Regions from separate parts of the Mus musculus genome. Here region 2 is linked to region 1. A link is a contact called in public HiChIP or PLAC-seq data. All regions are on one chromosome and are shown on one strand. Each heading gives the region's core, a stretch centred on a gene start, on an enhancer-like site or on the middle of the called end of the contact. The rest is flanking DNA. Distances are from core to core; before and after follow the strand shown.

Region 1 (4,581 bases), core at 1,492-3,991:
TTGGATTGATTTCTTTACCTATCTACCCATAACCATTCCAAGGAAAAGAGCCACCAAATCACAAAAAGGGCGTATCAGGAAGAGTCCTGGGATACTCTGAAGAGTCCCTCACTAGAAGCACTGCAGTCTTTCTTCAGACAGGCAAGAGGGAAAGTGCTCAGTTACTTGGGCTTGAGGGATTACCTGCTGGAGCATCGTGCTTCAGTGTGGTCGGCCAGAGTTCTGTGTCACCGACACAGAGTGCTGTCTGTCAACCTGGTCATGAGGCCATCCTTCCAGCAGAAGACTCAGGAGTGTGGGAATCGCAGCCGAGTCATCTTGAAACCTGTAGCGTGAGACAGAAGACAAGGGCCACACACAGGTGAGGGCCTCTCTGGGATGACTCAGTCCTGCTCCTCCCACCAAGCGGGAGCATCCCAAATGAGAACCAGGCAGGCCTGGGCAGAGAGGGAGAGACTGTGCATCCCCTTGCCAATTAGGAAGTAAGACTCCTTTGCTGAGAGCCTCCAGAGACTACCTGGGATACTTTCTGATGTTTCTCTTACAGCAAAAGGCCAGGGGCAGTTTTAAGGGAAGTAAGTGATGGGCAGGGGTTGCAGAATCTTCTGGGTCAGTATGTCATGGAGAATGAAGAGATAGCCTTGGCCCTATCATCAGCATTAGACAGAAATACCCCCAACATAAATGTAGCCAGCAGCTGAGGGAGAATAGGCCTGGTGTCAACTACTGATGTCCCTAGGAAGCTGCCATATGAGAAGGGAATTGGTATGTGACCCCAGGGCAACCCTACTGCCCAAATTTTCTCCTTGAAAATAGGGGTAGTTAAATGTACCTTACATGGAGAGGTTATGAAGGCCAATGACGTCAAGGTTTGAAAGCACAGTACAAGTCTGAGTATCATATCATTGTCTAGGAACAATTAGTGTTATGCATGGGGCTGATGGTTCATTTGGAGACATTAAACAGATAGGGAACGCCCACTGCCCAACAGACGAGATTGAGACTGGTGGCATGTGCCTGTAATCTCAACATACAAGAGGCTGAGGCAGGAGGATCTCAGAGTTTGCGTCTTGTCTGGGCTATACTGTAAGACCTTATCTCGAACAAACAAGGTGAGACCAGGAAAGAATCTATTTGAGAGTACCTGTATGAGGACAGTATCTGAAAACTGGTGAGCTTCAGCCAGACTCGGGAGTGTCCCAGACTCCCATCCCTGCCTAGCAATGAGGCGTGAGGATGAGGGACATCTATAACGGATTGATGAGTCAATCCCGATACAGACTTTTTGAAGCTTTGAACACACCTAGTCTCCAAAGAAGCAGGACCAGGGATGGCCATGAAACAGGGAGAGGTAAAATTCAAGAAGAAAAGGGAATCAGGGCTGGGCTAGGCAATATCACTGTGTACACTGTACCCCATCACCCAAGGGTCTCTGGAGACTCAACTGGAAGCTGATCTTGAGAGGGAGGCCAGTCAGGAGACCACAACAGCGCATTTAAGTTAGAATCCAAAGCTCACAACCTTCTTAGAATATATTACAGGAGCTAAGCCTCATTTTTATACAATTGCCAATGGTATAATACCATACCACAAAGCGCAAAATTATGGCTCGTACGGGCGAGACCTGCGAGAGAGCTTGGTAAATGCTGGTTATTACTTTGCAGCGTCAGCTCCTGGTTGAAGTCAAATCAGATCAAAGCAGTTTTCTCCAGTTCTCCTGCTCCCTCCTCTTCGTGGTTACCACCAAGAATTTCTGGAAAGGGTGTGACCACAGTAGGCAGAGGAGAGTAATGAGTATGTGAAGGACCAACCAAGTCAAGGCAAGTGGTAACCAGATTGCCACCCTCTCCGCCTCTGCTTCGGATTTCTTTTTGTAAGAAGTACAGAAGGAGGGCTATAAGGAAAAGAGCTGGGTCCTGGGGGGTGAGGATGGGGGCTCAGCCTGCTTTGCTCCAGATTCCTGGACGGATCCAGCACTTCCAGCACTGGCAGCGTGCCCAAGGTGCCCAGGGCCGGGATACCACTCCGGAAGCACCTGGTACTGAGAGAACGCGTCCTTTCTGGGAAGGTGGCTATGACCCTAGTCAAGGGCGCAGTTTCCTTAAGTCTCTCCCGCCGTCCCTGGGTAGAACAAGGAAAGAGACGTCCAGCCTCGGTCAGCCAGAAACACCCCCTTTCCGGCCCCCTGCTGGCAAGCTGAAAAGTGACCGTGAAGGTCCTTGCCCTGGGCAAAAGCCACGAGCTGTGTGTTACCTCCTCCTTGGTCATAAGAGGGTAAAAAGAGAAATGCTGAATTAGAAAGTGAGACGCCTCCTTCTGTTTTAGCTGAGCGACTCACCGACCTCCCTACCTCCTCAGGCGGTGTGGGATTTTGGATCTAGGTGGAGAGTGGCACTCACCGGTCCCACGGCCCGGGCGCCCAGCGTGGTAGTCCCAGCCCAGGCCGATTGGAAGGGCGGGTGGGCAGGGTGAGGCAGCGGGAAGAGCCCGTGGAGGAGAGAGAGCGCGGGAGCGGCCGGGAGAGAAAGCCGGGAGCTCCAGGCCGCCTGGCGGAGCACTGCAACCGCGGCTCGATGGCCCGGAGCCCGCCGGCTCCTCCCCAGGGGCGGGGCGTGCACACGCGGCGCGGGACGCACGTGGCCCGTCCCAGGCCGCCGGCTCCGGCTAGCGGGCTGTTCGCGAGGTGAGGTCTATTGAGTCCGGGGTGTGAGGTGTGGCGTTTCCGTGGCCTCCCGAGTTCTGGGTGGGAAAGTGCGGTTCCCGAGAGCCCTTGCGCTGCTCTGCTGCAGGTCGCGGTGCCCGAGGCTGACGCGGGCTCCGGGGACCCTCTACCTAACCCGCCTCGCCCTGGGGCGGAGGGGAGACGCCCCTCCCACGGACCCGCCGCGCGGCTAGGTCTGGAGAGCACCCGGCCCAACCCAGCTCAAGACCCTGAAGGGCGTGGGGAGTTCGGCGGGGTGCGGACTGTTGCCATCCCCGGCGGGGGCGCGCGGAATCTGCGGTCCCGGAAGAACAGGCTGAGCCGCGACGGCCGGAAGCGCGGCTCGCGAGGCGGAAGCGGAGGGTGCCCGCAGTTTGCGGTGGGAGCCTGTTCTGTCCACGCCGGAGACCCTCAGTCGTGGGCAGGGCGTGGTTGTGGCCAGGTCTGCCAGGAAAAAAACTTAAAAGGCCAAAAGAGCAGGGCCACTTACGGTGAGGTGCTGGTGTATTGTCAGGGACATCAATTCACATCTGACTGTCGGATGTGTTCTCTCAGGGTGCAACTTTTCAGACATTAAAATGTGACAGGTTTTAGGTTGCATTAAAAAGAAGCCACTGGCGCTGGTATGCACTGTGCATCCATTCTGTCCACCTGCTTCTTAATCTGAAAATATGGCTGTGTGTAAAATAGGAAAAGAGCAACCCGAGGCTCATGCATTCTTTATGTACCCAATGTTGAAACCAAGGGCCCTAACTCTAAAATACATTTACAACTTCTCTCTCTCCCTGAAGTCGTCCCCCCCCCCCCCCACACACATGGTTTGTTGGTGGTGGTGGTGGTTTTTAGACTTATTCATTATGTATACAGTGTTCTGCCTGCATGCCAGAAGAAGGCACCAGATCTCGTTATAGATGGTTGTGAGCTACCACATGGTTGCTGGGAACAGAACTCAGGACCTCTGGAAGGGCAGCCAGTGGTAGCACATGCCTTTAGGTATTGCAGGGGATCGGGGAGGTAGGTGGATCTCTGTGAGTTCAAGGCCAGACTGATCTACATATTAAGTTTCAGGATACATGGCCAGACACTGTCAAAACCCAACAAACAAAAAGAGCTGGGCAGTGATGATTTTAATCCCAGCACTCTCATGGCAGAGGCCTGAATTTGAGACCAGTCTGGTATGCAAAACAGTTCCAGGACAGCCAGGGCTACACAGAGAAACTGTCTCAAGGAAACAAACAAAAACAAGACACAGTTGTTTGGGAGCTAAGCAACTTTTGTTTTGAATTTGCCTTATATTGAAGATAAAACTGTGTACTAGAACTTTCATACTTTTCGTGTGTCACTGTTGACTTCTTCCTATAATCTTAGGTTCTAGGAGAGTCAGGACAGTTCTGTCCATGAATTGAAACCAGTAGGGCTTGAAGTTCTGTTCTGCCCACATGTGTGTCTGTATGAAGGTGTCTGATACCTTGAAACTATAGTTACAGACAGGTGTGAGCTTCCGTATGGGTGTTGGGAATTCATCCTGTGTCCCCCCGAAGGGCAGCCAGTGCTCTTAACCGCCGAGTCATCTCTCCAGCCCTTAAACTTTTGTTTAAACAAGAAATATGTAAATTCAAGTTAGGCACATAGGTTTTTACTGAATTCACAACAATGTTGTGTTCTTCAAATCCATTCTTTTGTTCTTGTTTCCACAGGAAGGAAGAAAATGTCTCAAAAGCAGCTGAAGGAAGCCTTTGTCAGGAACCTCAGTGGGACCAGTGTGCTGGAAGTGACCCAGGGCCTGTGCTTTCCTGCCTTCTGTATCCTGTGTAGAGGCCTTTGGATCATCTTCTCACAGCACGTATGCTCTTTCTCAAACACCTGGAGCACACGATTCC
Region 2 (4,479 bases), core at 732-3,231, 290 kb before region 1:
GGCTGTGTGCTCACAAGGCTCCAGTGGGTCCCCTCCCCATTTCCATCCTGACTGTGACAGATCAGGTGGTGGGAGAGGAGGGTCAGAAGCCTCCTGATCCCTCCCAGGCTAGGGGGACAAGGTTTCAGGCTGGCTCCTTACAATTTTGAAGGTATCCTGGCTCAGGCCCTTGGCATGACGGACCAGAGCATCTCCCGTGGGCACGGTGCTGGAGCTCCTCTCTAAACAGGGAACGCTCCCCACCTGGAAGGAGGGGCACAGTCAGAGAGGGGCTTGGGCCTGAGGACCAGTGCTGGGCAGATACTGGCAAATGACAACCAAGGCCTTCTTTATTTTCCCTATGATCTCTCTCTCTCTCTCTCTCTCTCCCTCCCTCTCTCAAAACATTGCCAGGTCAGTGAGTCTGGCCCAAAAGACCCCATCTTTGAAAACCTCTCCTTGGAAAACCTAAAATATTTTACCTATTTCTTTCATAATTATTCTTGGCTATACTGAGAAACATTGTAAAGCTCTTGATAAACATTTACTAATTTTCTTTTCCCACAAAGACTGTGAGGTTAGCTACCATTTCCTCTGGTTATAACTGAGAACTCCCAGGCACAGAAAGAATTCTGTGACTCCTCAGGGGGATGGGCAACAACCATGTTTCCTTTCTTTTCTTCTTCTTCTTCTTCTTTTTTTTTTTTTTTTTTTTTTTTTTTTTTTTTTTTTTTTTTGGTTTTTTGAGACACAGTTTCTCTGTGTAGCCCTGGCTGTCCTGGAACTCACTCTGTAGATCAGGCTGGCCTCGAACTCAGAGATCTGCCTGCCTTTGCCTCCTGAGTGCTGGGATTAAAGGTGTGTACCACCATGCCCGGCCCATGTCTCCTTTCATTTGGACATACCGAGGTGCCAGGCCAATGTCTATGCATCTCTAAATGTTAGCATCATGGCATGCATGAAGGGCACCCGGTAAAGGGTGGTGGTGGTAACAAGGGACTTGTGACACAAAGTGAAGCAAAGGGAACTGAAAACTAGTGGTGACAAAGGGTCTGAAATATTACTGATTTAGCACAGGATTATTAGACTGGTGTTAACTGGGTTTGAAACTTAAAGTTTCTTGTCTTTTTTCATTTTTGTTTGCTTGTGTTTTGGGATTTTTGTTTGTTGTTTAGGATTTTTTGTTTGCTTGCTTTTTTTCCTCCCCCAAACAATGAAACCACTTTCTCTGTGCAGCCCTAGCCGTCCTGGAACTCACTCTGTAGACCAGGCTGGTCTTGAATTCACAGAGCTCCATCTGCCTCTGCCTCCTAAGTGCTAGGGTTAAACTCACATTTTCAAAGCCTCTCAGAACAATTGGATTACTTGCCGTTGGAGTTCAGGAGAGGAAGAGCCACACTCAGAGCACTCTGAAGGGAAGCTAGGTAAAGTAGGTACAGGACAGGTTCCCCCCAACTGTAGAGAGTGGGGGACTTTGGCTAACTCCATAAACACAGCACATAACTGAACAGAGACCGTAACACATACGTGTGCTCACATGGACATGGGTAACCCTTTATAACTAATGATCAAATGGGACTTCTCACTGTCTTGACAGAAACACAGCTTTGATAAACACGTTTCCTACTTGCTTACCCCTGCTTTGCGGCTCTGGGGAGTCAAACCCAGGACTAGGGCAGGCAAGCTCTCTACTCCTGAGCTACACCCTGGCCCAACTGTCTGAAGGAATTGTGTTCTCTTGTTCTTTGGGGCTTTTGCCAACCCACATACTCCACCATTTTCTCATCTTGTCTCCTTCCTTGAATTTCATGTTCGTGGCTTTCCAAAACCAGCCCTTCCCTGGTTCCCTCACATCCCAGCCTCACTTCACCTTCTCTAGTGGCTTGTCTCCTTCACCCCCTTGCCAATCTGAGGCTTCCATCTCAACAGCTGGGTGGGCAGACACCAGGATAGCACAGTCTCAGGTTCCCCACAGACTTCTAACTTACTGCTTCTGTGACCTGAGTGCCCCAGGTAGTGGGCAGGTTGGCTCCAGAACTCGGAGCAAAACCATGGCAACTGCCAACACAGAGCTCAGGCCCCTCTCTACCCTGTTCACTCATGCCTCAGGGTGGCAGCCAACTATCTCCTTCAGCTGGGATCTGGACTAGGTAAGTCAGTGAGCCACGTGTGCTGTCCCCCCCACCCCACTTTTTTTTGGGGGGGTTGTGTGTCAGTGCTTACAGCTGACTAGGACCAAATGGCACACCTCTGGCCAGAAGCTATTGATTTTAAACCTCGGTAAAGTTTCTGAAGTAATTTTCCTGGATGGACACCACTCCGCAGTTATTCCGGAGGCTTATTGAGAGAGAAAGTGTGTGTATTGGGGGCGCGGGGGCGGGGAGGGGAGAGTTGTAACAGTCTTTTCCAGAACAAAGGACTAAAAGGTGTGCTGAAAGAGAGAATGGAATATAATAAATCTCTACTGAAATACACTGCTAGCGCCCTGTAGCCATCTAGTTAATAAATGATTGTGTGGAGTGATGTTTGGGTTGCTTTAAGGGCACTTACAAAAGTACCAGCTGGCATGTATTTCATTAATCTCACCAAAACCTTCCTGGGAGTAGGTGCCAAGTAGTGACCCTGTTTCATAATGAGCCTGGGTAGCCGAGGTCCTATCACTTGCCTTAAGTCAGTGGCCACTGAAACAGAAGTAAGGCTTTTGGTTGGATTCGGAGTGCTCTGGCTTCTCCAGCATGCCAGCGGGAGGCCGGGGCGACCGAGCAAACACTTATCAGCAGTGTCTTGAGCTGCAGGCATGGTTCCGGCTGATGGGTGCTCAGCCGCTCGGTCAGGACAAGCTTTGTCCCTAGCAGGGCACCAGCGCCCCCTCGTGTCTTTCCCCAGCTAGCGTAGCGAGTTGCCCGGTGTAAAAGACCGTTGCAGCTGCAGTTTATCCATTTAAGCCATGTTTCCCCTGGAACGCTGGGTTCCATCTCCAGGGCCTCTTGGATGTCGCTCAGTTTGATCATGTTCTCCCTATTCTTTGGTGGCCTCTGGGTCAGCCAATAGAACTTCCCTCTGTCCATCTAGCCTCACAGGTCAGGACATGGCAGCTCTTACCAGCTCCAAGGCTGGACAGGCCAGGAGACCCTGGGGTTTGGGGCGAGTTCCTTTTCTGTCCAGAAATAAACTATTCTCTGTACTATTATGTTTAGCAAATTGTGGAGAGGAGATGGGGACAATCAAAGTCCCTACTTCTCTGCTTCACTTTGGAAGACCTGCTCCCTGAGGATTATTTCACAGCTAAGGACAACCATGTTGGTAAGAGGAAGGCAAAAGAAAGCCTCCTAGACACTCTATAAAATTGTCAGTAAACAATGTGTTTGAAAATGTAGAACATGCATTACCTCTGTCCATCCTGGGGAGAGCCTTAAGGAGAAAAAAATTGACAATAGTGGCATTCTGAAGATGTCACTAGGATAAATAAAATGTTATGTCACATATCTGTCCCCCGTGTCCAAGTGCTATTCTACGCCTAAAGCTCCTGAGCTGAGAGCAGCAGCATGTGCACACGGTTCCGTTTTTGAATATGCACTAAAAAGGTGTTGGAGTATATGCTCCAAAAGCCCCCAGGGGATGGCCCTCATTCTGCTTCCTCTGTCCTGCTGCTAAGCTGGCCAGGGCGGGACCTTGTAATAGTCGTGTCCAGGAAGGCACAAGACCTAGGACTGTTGTAAGGTCAAGGCCAGTCTGGACAACACAGCACAATTTTGTCTCAAAAAACAAAACTTAAAAATGTATTATGAAGAGACAGTGGAAAGACTGGAGTGGGAGGACAAACTAGGAGGGGGATAGTTGGCAGAGTGCTTTCTTATCACGCAGAATGTCCTGGGTTTCATGCCCAGCACTACAGAAACCAGACGCACATGCCTGTAATCTCAGCATTCTGGAGAAGGGAGAAGACTATTACAAGTTCAAGTCCAGCCTGGCCTATTGTCAGTACAGATTCAGTTTTAGTCACCCAGACTACATGGATATTCTGTCTCAACAAATAAACAAACAAACAAACAAAACCCCAAACCCCCAAAATTGTCACATACATCATCCAAAAGTGGCATGAGATATGAAATAACACTGAAAAAAATTTTAAAAAGATTTGAATAAACACATACATGTGTATATTACTTGTATATACACACACCTACATTTGAAAAAGAAACAGATGTTTTAAAAACAAAAGGCTTAGCTATTCTGGTCTCTTCATTCACTCTCTTCTCCAACCCCTTTCACTCCAAAAGCCTCCAGTAAGTCCCAAGCTCTGCATGGCTGCCCTATTTACATGATGGCTTACTCTCAAGCCTGGGGAGTAGCCTGAACCGACAATTGATAACAGCCAGAGAAGTGGCTCAAATACAACTGTAAGTAAAACCAAACACAAATCCATTGCTTTTGGGAAACATTCAAAATTCAATTGGTCAGAATAAAATTTTTCTGTAGGGCAAGTTAACTCATCTAACA

The links. HiChIP or PLAC-seq counts read pairs in DNA pulled down with a chosen protein or histone mark.
Region 2: an H3K4me3 HiChIP or PLAC-seq map of embryonic forebrain shows a contact between it and region 1, with 5 times the contacts expected there. The contact joins the promoter of 1700125H20Rik here to the promoter of Myo19 in region 1. A contact is called at or near these places in 6 of 39 promoter capture datasets (the 3T3-L1 cell line, the C10 cell line, the HPC-7 cell line and 3 more), 1 of 484 Hi-C or Micro-C datasets (nephron progenitors), 14 of 115 datasets of contacts at active chromatin or transcription factors (the NIH/3T3 cell line, bone marrow-derived macrophages, craniofacial prominence and 8 more) and 1 of 9 other capture datasets (embryonic stem cells).

Annotation. Positions count from the first base shown.
Region 1 is chr11:84,878,330-84,882,910 of GRCm38.p6, reverse strand. Myo19 (myosin XIX) reads right to left here and starts at 2,741. Exons shown (of 25, transcript NM_025414.4): 1 at 2,400-2,741; 2 at 184-325. The coding sequence starts at 195. Pigw (phosphatidylinositol glycan anchor biosynthesis, class W) reads left to right here and starts at 2,626. Exons shown (of 2, transcript NM_001077636.1): 1 at 2,626-2,683; 2 at 4,399-4,581. The coding sequence starts at 4,410.
Region 2 is chr11:85,168,598-85,173,076 of GRCm38.p6, reverse strand. It overlaps 1700125H20Rik (RIKEN cDNA 1700125H20 gene), which reads right to left and starts at 1,981. Exons shown (of 6, transcript NM_028589.1): 1 at 1,850-1,981; 2 at 142-243. The coding sequence starts at 1,900.